Linked DNA regions of Mus musculus: region 1 is linked to region 2. A link is a contact called in public HiChIP or PLAC-seq data. All regions are on one chromosome and are shown on one strand. The core of a region is the stretch at or near the end of the contact, and the rest is flanking DNA. Distances in the headings are between cores, read along the strand shown.

Region 1 (4,540 bases), core at 2,022-4,521, 430 kb before region 2:
TGCTCGGGCACACACACAGTACACATATATATGCAAAAATAAATACATTTTCGTTTGTTTGTTTTTCAAGACAGGGTTTCTCCGTGTAGCTCTGGTTGTCCTGGAACTCACTCTGTAGACCAGGCTGGCCTCGAACTCAGAAATCCACCCACCTCTGCCTCCTGAGTGCTGGGATTAAAGGCGTGTGCCACCACCACCCAGCAAATAAATACATTTTTAAGAGCAAAGCAAGGGACTGCTTGCGGCTCTGGCAGAGAACCCGGATTCAGCTCCCAGCACCCACATGGTGGCTCACCATCTTCTCTAACTCCAGGATCAGGACATCCAACTCTGATTCCTGGCCTCTGTCAACACTCCAACACACATTAGCACCCACAGACACACACAAATTAACCAAAAAAAAAAAAAAGAAAAGAAAAGAAAAAGAAAAAAAAGGTCTTTTAAAAATTAGTTAAAGAGCCGGGCATGGTGGCGCACGCCTTTAATCCCAGCACTCGGGAGGCAGAGGCAGGTGGATTTAAAAACAAACAAAAAATAGTTAAAGGGAAAAAACAAACAAACAGGAGTTACTGGAGACCAGAGAGAAAGGAGGAGTCACAGATCGGGGAAAGGTCAGTAGAGATAAAGGAACGGATAGACCTAAAATAGTAAAGAGAAATACGTTCATAGTATTCATTGTTGGGCTGGCCCAGACATATGACCAGTGTGGGACCCAGCCCTGTTGGGAAATGGAAACTGAACTTTCTACCTATGTCAGGAGTAGGCTGACTCCTTGTCTCAGCAAACAGCTTGACCACAGCCTCTTGCTTTCCCAAAGCCAGAGCCCACCCACCACCTTGTAAAATTTTGCTTACTGCAGTTCCATTGGCCTCCTGATAGTGCCCTTTTCCTTAACACTCTCTGGCAGCACTGGCCAAAAATTTAAACGACCCTATAAAACCCAAACTAGTCTTCTCAGGGCTGCTGCGTTCCCTTCTCCGGGAGGCAGTCCAGCAATTCGTAAGACGTATCATGCCGCATCAGCTCCACTGTCTGATGGCCTGGCTCTCTCACTGAGGCACATTGTGACTAGTATTAAAGGTGGTAGTCATTCACAGCGACACAGCTGTTAATCCCAGAGACGGGAGGAGAAAGACTACAACCCAAATCATCATAGCCAAATTAATTAAAGTAAGCTTTTCTATTCCTGTACATGGGCTGCTTCCCCCTAAGGTAGGATTTGAGAGGTCAGCATTGGAGGTGAGGAAGACAATGGTGTGTGTGTGTGTGTGTGTGTGTGTGTGTGTGTGTGTGTGTGTGTGTGTGCAACACCGTTTCCAGGCTAAGACAAGGCTTTTATAGCTCAAGGGAGGGGAATTTCCAAATTGGGATTTGGAGGGCAGAATGGAGGTTACAGGAGCAGAACATAAGCACAGCAAGTCCTAATGACCTCCTGAGACATGATTGTAAGGTGACCTTAACAACAGGTAGCCATAACAACCCTTTTGAAGCAAAGGTAGGGTTGCAAGACTTGTTATTAACTTTTGAAACAAAGACATGATTGCCATTCCTGGATCAGGCAATACAGAACTATTTGTAGTTAAGGTTACAGGTGGGCCATAGTTCAATCCATGAGAAACTGAGGGTTACTCATAAACAAGAATGAACCTAGTTTGTTTGGCTCTTAAGCCTAAAATGGAGGTAGACTGGTCCTTCAAATCCAACAGTCAGCATGCTAAGGCAGTAAAATGATAATCAGTGGTCAGCCTGGAGACTCTTGTTTGTTTGCTTGCTTGCTTGTTTTTGAGACTGGGTCTCTCTAGTGGCCCTGGCTGTCCTGAAATTCACTGCATCGATCTGGCTGGCCTCTGCCTCCTGAGTACTGGAATTAAAGGCCTGCCCCACCACACCCAGACTTTGCTCTTAAATCTTTTAAATGGTCTTGATATTTTTCTATGTCAACAAACAAACCGAGGTTTGGGGGCTTTTTCCTTCAGCCCACTCCTATTCTAGAGAGTGCTTTCTTGTCCTTAACAGAGTGTCTCTACTTCTATAATTAATCAGGTAAGGGTCTGGGTGTGAGAATACATTAAACAGGATTGGCTATGAGCGGATACTCATTAAAGTTGGATGAGTACACGGAGGAGTTTTGAGAAGTTTGTTATGTTTCTGACCTCTGTAGACAGCTTTTTTTTTTTTCCAAGCTAGATGGCTATCAAGTAACAGAACCCAGTTCCCTTGTTTGTTTAGCAAAGTCTTTTTTTTTTTTTTTTTTTTTTTTTCGAGACAGGGTTTCTCTGTGTAGCCTTGGCTGTCCTGGAACTCACTACAAAGGCGTGTGCCACCACCCCCGGCACGCAAAGTCTTTTTCATAATCTCTTCCCACCTACTTTCTTTAGCTCTTATGTCTTAGAGCAGAAGTTCTTAACTTTCTTAATGTTGGCACCCTTTAATACAGTTCCTCATGTTGAGGTGACCCTCCCAACTATACAATAATTTTCATTGCATATTACAGTTACATTACATAACTAATGTTGCTACTGTTATTAATAGTAATGTAGCCGGGCAGTGGTGGCCCACGCCTTTACTCCCAGCACTCAGGAGGCAGAGGCAGGCAGATTTCTGAGTTCGAAGCCAGCCTGGTCTACAGAGTGAGTGCCAGGACAGCCAGGGCTACACAGAGAAACCCTGTCTGGAAAAAAACAAACAAAAACAAAAAAAAAAAGTAATGTAAATACCTGTGTTTTCCAGTGGTCTTAGGCTACCCCTCTGAAAATGTCATTCTACACACACACACACAAGACCTACAGGTTGAGAGTCTGTTTTAGCAGTTAGAGGTTCCAGTGCAGTTTCTCCCACATACTGACAGGTGTGAGGTGCAAGGTTTTTGGGTTTTTTCCCCCTTTCTCTCTCGTTTAAACTGTCAGAAACTGCTGATGACTAATAAGCGTTTTACAATTCCTTCAAGAGCCTGAGAGCCATGGAGCACCCTTCCAGAAAGCAGACACTTTAATGCTAACACCTAGAAAACCACAGGAATGCTGGGAGCCTAACATAGGAACCTAGACATTACTCTGGCCAAACCAGCAAGCTTTCCTGACTGCTTCCTCCAGGCTGCTGAGTGAGAGCCTGCAGCACCTGGGCTGAGACCCTCCTACCCTGGCTCCCCTACCCTGCTTTTCTTTGCTGTCTTGGCCTATATCCCTCGCCCCCTGGCTCCCATCATCCATCCTCACAGAGCTACAGCCAGCTTCTTCCTGCAGCTGCCCAGCCTAGCAACTCTACCTTCTTTTCTGAGCAAAGAAAAGAGATCTCTTCTGGAATGCTGTCTAACCACGTGGGCTCCTCCCTCCATTTAGTGAGATGCTGATTTGTGTTTGTCAACTTGACACAAACTAATCACCTGGGAAGAGGGAACCTCAGTTGAGGAATTGCGTCCATCTGACTGGTCTGTGGGTACATCTGTGATGTGATTCATGTTTGCTGATTAGTGTGTGCTAGCCTAGCCCCCTATGGGCGGTGCCATCCCTGAGAAAGTAGCAAGCCCCAGGAATTCTTTAACTTCTGTGTCAGTGGTGTCTCATTTTTAAAATAGGCCATTACCTTCCTCTTAAGAGTGTTCTGCTCTTGTTGTTGTTGCTGCAGCTGCTGCTTTTGTTTTTGTTGTGTTGTTTTGAGACAGAGCCTCACAGTGTAGCCTCTGCCCGGAACTTGCTATGTAAACCCGGTAGGCCTCAAACCAACAAGAGATCTGCCTGCCTCTGCCTCAGCCTCTCAAGTGTTAGAATTAGGTGTATGTCTCCATGTCTGTCCCCTTAGAACGGTTTTAAGGGAAATGGTGTCTGTGTCCTACATGAAGAAACCATTCAACAAGTATTTATTAAAAATTAACAAGAAGCCAAGGACAGTGGTGCATGCTGATAATCCCAACACTCATAAAGCTGAGGCAGGAAAAATTTTCAGAAAATTAAAGGTAGCGTGAACAACACAGCATAGTAAAGGGGGGAAAAAAGTTGACACTAGATTGATTCTTCATCTGTAGTCCTGGCTAACCTGAAACTCAGTATGTAACTACTCCAGGCTGGACTTGAACTCACAGGGATCCACCTGCCTCTGCCTCCTGAGTGCTGGGAGGCCAGCCCAGAAACTTTCAGTTTTATTTTTGTTTTTTTCTAGACAGGGTTTCTCAGTGTACAGGGCCTGGCCGTCCTGGAACCACTTGGTAGACTGGCCTTGAATTCACAGAGATCCACCTGCCTCTAAGTCCTGAGTGTTGGAATTAAAGGTGTATATTACCACCACCTAGACAAAATTACATTTTCTTTTACTCTGTGTGTGTGTGTGAGTGTGTGTGTGAGTGTGTGTGTGTGTGAGTGTGTGAGTGTGTGTGTGTGTGTGTGAGTGTGTGTGAGTGTGTGTGTGTGTGTAAAATCATAGAATGTTAGTGCATAGCGCAAGCAGATGAAGAGATTTACAGAGGATGATACACCAGATCACATGAAGATTAGTTGCTGTTTGGGGGTGGGGAGGTCTGTTTTGATTTGTTTTATTCAGAGAAGGG
Region 2 (4,453 bases), core at 1,728-4,227:
CTTATGTGATGCTAGGGACTGAACACAAGGCCTGTACTCTGCCAACTTTGTCTCATCCTCAGCTCACAAACAGCTGAAGTGAAATTTCTGGTTTCTTTGGAGACTCAGTCGCGTCACGTGATGTCTTCCCGGAGACTGTCTTAGGAGAGGACATTGTGCTGAAGCAGACACGTGGGAGGATGTTTTGTAGGTATACATTTTTCTTGACCTACTTTAATAAGGATTCAACCTCTCCTCCAGCCCCCCACCCACCAGAGCTGGTTGAAAAGAAAAGTCATTAGGACACAGGGGAAGTAGATCTGTTTAGAAATAGACCTTGGGGGGTGAGGTCAAGCATCATTGTCAGGATATCTGCAGTTCAGCCCAGTAGCAAACACCAAATGTGAATCAGTAACTATAGTGCAGTCCTATCAACAGATACCACACATGAACCAGCAAGATCAGTCCAATCCAGAAGAAACCACAAGGCTCGACAACTGGTCCAAGGCTGCAGAAGTGGCAAGAAGCCATAGGAACCTCAGGAGAAGTTCTTAGGCTAGTTTAAGGCATCACCACAGGCAGAGCTCAGCAACACAGTGTAAGGCGCACCAATACATGTGTGTCCTTAGCGAAGAATAGCAAGGCAGAGCAAAGCAAACCAATGCTCAAGCTCCAACTGTCTGTGGGGACATATTTACATTCCGTTGAACATCATGCATCCTTTCATGTGTTTGCCAGAGTAAAACATCCTTTCACCTGTGTCTGCTTCAAGAAAACGTTCTTTGGCGTGTCTGCTTTAGCCAGGCACTCTTTCATCTGTGTGTCCAGCAAAGCATCATTTGATATAACTGACTTTTGAAAGAAACCAGAAGTTTTCACTTCATATTTGTCTGGAAGCTGCCAGGACAAAGGGCATGTGGTGTTTTTCTGGAACAGATGCTTGAGAGGGCACGTGATGTTTGGAAAGAGAATAAGATTAACCCAACAGACAGTGGTCAATGCTGTGTGGCATTGGTTTGCCTTACCTTCTTTGCTCATCATTGTTTGTCATGACTTCATGGAAAGAAATGCACCAAAGAACTTCTTGTGATAATCAGTGGCTTCTTGCAGCTTCGGTGGCCTCAGGCTGATTGGCAGAGCCTTGCAGTTTCTTCTGGCTCGAATTGCTGTTACTGATTGGTGAACGGTGTTTGTGAGTAGATCCAGCTACCACTGCTGATACTGACAGTGAAGATTGGAATCGCCCTACAGAACACATCCCCCTTTGCCCCATTAAGTTTTTCTTTCTACTACCTCTGGTGGGTGGTAGGCTACACGGGAATCTAAAGCTTTCAAGAACTCACAGGGCCCCCAATGGAGGAGCTAGAGAAAGTACCCAAGGAGCTAAAATGGTCTTCAACCCTATGGGTGGAACAACAATATGAACTAACCAGTACCCCCAGAGCTCGTGTCTCTAGCTGCATATGTAGCAGAAGATGGCCTAGTTGGCCATCATTGGAAAGAGAGGGCCCTTGGTCTTGCAAACTTTATATGACTCAGTATAGGGGAATACCAGGGCCAAGAAGTGGGAGTGGGTGGGTAGGGGAGTGGGGGGAGGGTCTGGAGGACTTTTGGGTTAGCATCTGAAATGTAAATGAAGAAATACCTAATTTTAAAAAGTCAAAAAAAAAATAAAGTAGGTTTTGAAAAATATAAGCCTACAAATGTCAAAAAATGTGAACTTTGTGCACCATGAAATATGGTTAAGATATTTTTTTCTGATTCTTATAAAATTTAAAAGCCATTTAATTATACTACAAAAGCATGGAGCAGCAGGCTGGATGTGAGCCTCTGGCTGCAGTGGGCTAGCCCTGCCTACTCTGCACCACATAGTCACTTATCAGACAGACACTTGGGAGTGGAAGAAAGGGTCCAAGAGTGAGTGTCAGTGAAGAGGGGCAAATGGAAAGCTGTTAAGGTAGAGGTCCATGTGCCTCCTTTCCCTGGGAGCATTTGCTGAGATTTACATAAAACCTCTACAGACAAATTAGCATGCACAGCCCTTATTCGGACAGGCCTTAATCAAGTATCCATTTCCTTAGACAAATCACATGCCCCTCTTGGCCTCTCTCGCTGTGTGTTCATGAGTGCGCACGTTCATACATTTGTGTGTCAAAAAAGGTCTAAGTCATCATCAAGGTTTTCTCCGACACTAAAGATAGAAACATGATTTTTCGGGCAACATTTTCCCCGCTCATGCTTTTTCCTTTTTTTCTTGCTCTGTTTCCTTTTCACAGAATCTGTGTGTCATCTTCTCCCTCACACTCTCTAGACAGTTGTCTGTTTGTCTGTCTGCCTGTCTATTTGCAGTGGAGATCTGAGTTTGTAGAATGACTTCTCTAAATCCCAATATCCTGCTTGATGAACTCTCTCCTTTACCTCGTCCTCTAAATTTGACTCGACATCTCTAAAGATGCTCTGCTTCAAAGGTCATAGAGTACTGGTGTTTAAAAACATCCCAGGGGGGTGGGTGGGGGAAAAGAAAACAATCAAAATATCTAGGAGAGGAAAATAAGCTAGCAACATGTGAAGGATATACCATTTCTTTGTGTTGACTTGTAAACCTATGTGCTTCAGCTATCTGGTGAAGAGAGTCTTTTCAAGTTTCTTTTCCTTTTCCTCTCTCTCTCTCTCTCTCTCTCTCTCTCTCTCTCTCTCTCTCTCTCTCCCTCTCTCTAGAGGCAAGTGTAATGTTTTTATGCCCTTCCTTTCTTTCTAGGACAAAAAAATTAAGAGGAACTCATTTTTATTGAGATTAATGCAATCTCTTCTCCTCTTATTGGCAACATGAGGTTTCAGCAGATCTCCGATCTCATGCTGAATGAAAAGTATGGCCCAACAATGGAGGCAGAGGCTGGGGGCTTGAACCCAATTTGGATTAGCATGCACAGCAGCAGGCGTTCTGAAGTGAATGGCAACCAGTGTTTGGAGCTGACCAGTGTTTGGTGCTTAGCGTCAGCCCCTGAGGACTGAGGCTATTGTTCTGCTCTGATCCCAGGAGGCTGAGCCTCACAATCAGATGCTCAAAGGTGACAGGCCTGCATCAAGCTGTCAGCCAGGTGGCAGCGACAAGCTACCAGGCAAAAGTCAGGGCAGACACTGAGCTGGGAATCTTAGGGAGAACTGAATTATTAAGCTCTGTATCCTCCGCAAGTCTCAATTTCTCCTAAAAGCTTGCACAAATCATGTTTGTGTCTCAATGCCTTACCAGCCTAGAGAACAGTGGGACGACACATTTATGCATCTGCTGGCTTCTTTTTGGGTAATCGCTGAACCTTAGCACTTTCTGTTTCCTGTCCCTCCTCATCAGTCTCCCTAACATTTTTTAAGGGTAATTGACACATGTGCTCACACTCATGTTTTCCTACTTCCACCCCAGCATCTTACTTTGCTACTTAGGTGGGCAGTCCTATCGACTCCTAGCGCTCCCTGGAATTTCTATGCAAATAGCTGCATGGTCTCCAATGCTCTATTTCCAGTGGGTTCAACGTGGTGTGGGGCTGTAGGAGACAGTGAGCCATGCTCAGTTTCCCTGGGTTTCCCATCTTTCTCAGAGACACTGTGATCGCCTTACCTCACCTTCAGTTGAACAAAAGTCTGAGTGCATATGTTAACATTCGAAGTTGCTAGGCAAAGGCCAGCATGATGGCCCAGTGGGTAAAGGTGCTTGTTGTACAAGCCTGATGAACTAGACTTTATCCTTGTAAAGGTAGACAGAGAGAATCAACTCGGCAAAGTTGTCCTCTAATCTCCACATGTGTATCACGTGTATCCTGACATGTGTACTCTCAACACACACACACACACACACACACACACACACACACACAAACATATTTTCTAGGTAATTCCTGGACCTAACCTACACCCCCCACTTGCCCAGAGCCCTCATCCATCTCACTCACTGGTCTGTATTTCCAGTGGGTTCAATGTGATATGGGGCTCTAGGAAACAGTGAGCCATGCAGTTGTGAATCACAGGGCTCATGAGAAAGCTTCTGTGAATGACATGAAACATGATTCAATAATGGGAGGAGCCTGTGACTGGTGATTGAGTTGTATGCCTGGCGATTAAGCACTTGCTGTATGACTAGTGATTGAGCTCTTGCTGTATACGAAGCCCTGGACTGTGCTGAGCGTTTTGTGCCTTGTGTTGGGGAATCCAGGAATGAACCTATTTTGAGACAGGAAGCCTTAAAGAAGAGAACAAGCATACGTGTGAAAGTTCCAGAAACAAGAGGCACATCCAGGCAGGACTAGTATCTTAGGTAGCTCTGTGCTTGCCAGGAACTTCACCCAGAGACCAGAATATGACAGCTCTTCAGCATGTCCAATCCTTGCTATAACTTGATGTTACTTTCTCAAGCTGTTGTTCCCAACTGTCACAGAGGTTAACAGGAGCCAGGGCCAAATCCTAAGAGAAGACTGACAAAGCA

What was found. HiChIP or PLAC-seq counts read pairs in DNA pulled down with a chosen protein or histone mark.
Region 1: a contact with region 2 is called in an H3K4me3 HiChIP or PLAC-seq map of the SCID.adh cell line, with 6 times the contacts expected there. The contact joins two enhancer-like sites. A contact is called at or near these places in 2 of 115 datasets of contacts at active chromatin or transcription factors (the SCID.adh cell line and astrocytes).

Annotation. Positions count from the first base shown.
Region 1 is chr7:73,622,857-73,627,396 of GRCm38.p6, reverse strand. No RefSeq gene overlaps it. Among named protein-coding and RNA genes, the nearest start is that of Gm30149, 16 kb to the right of the region's middle. Within about 2 kb of position 3,271, at least 32 of the 459 cell types and tissues checked have an H3K27ac peak or open chromatin away from gene starts, as enhancers often do. A contact at or near this core is called in the SCID.adh cell line, where this site is marked.
Region 2 is chr7:73,190,620-73,195,072 of GRCm38.p6, reverse strand. Gm20083 (a long non-coding RNA gene) reads right to left here. Exons shown (of 3, transcript XR_882223.2): 3 at 2,641-4,453. Among named protein-coding and RNA genes, the nearest start is that of Gm20083, 8.9 kb to the right of the region's middle. Within about 2 kb of position 2,977, at least 58 of the 459 cell types and tissues checked have an H3K27ac peak or open chromatin away from gene starts, as enhancers often do. A contact at or near this core is called in the SCID.adh cell line, where this site is marked.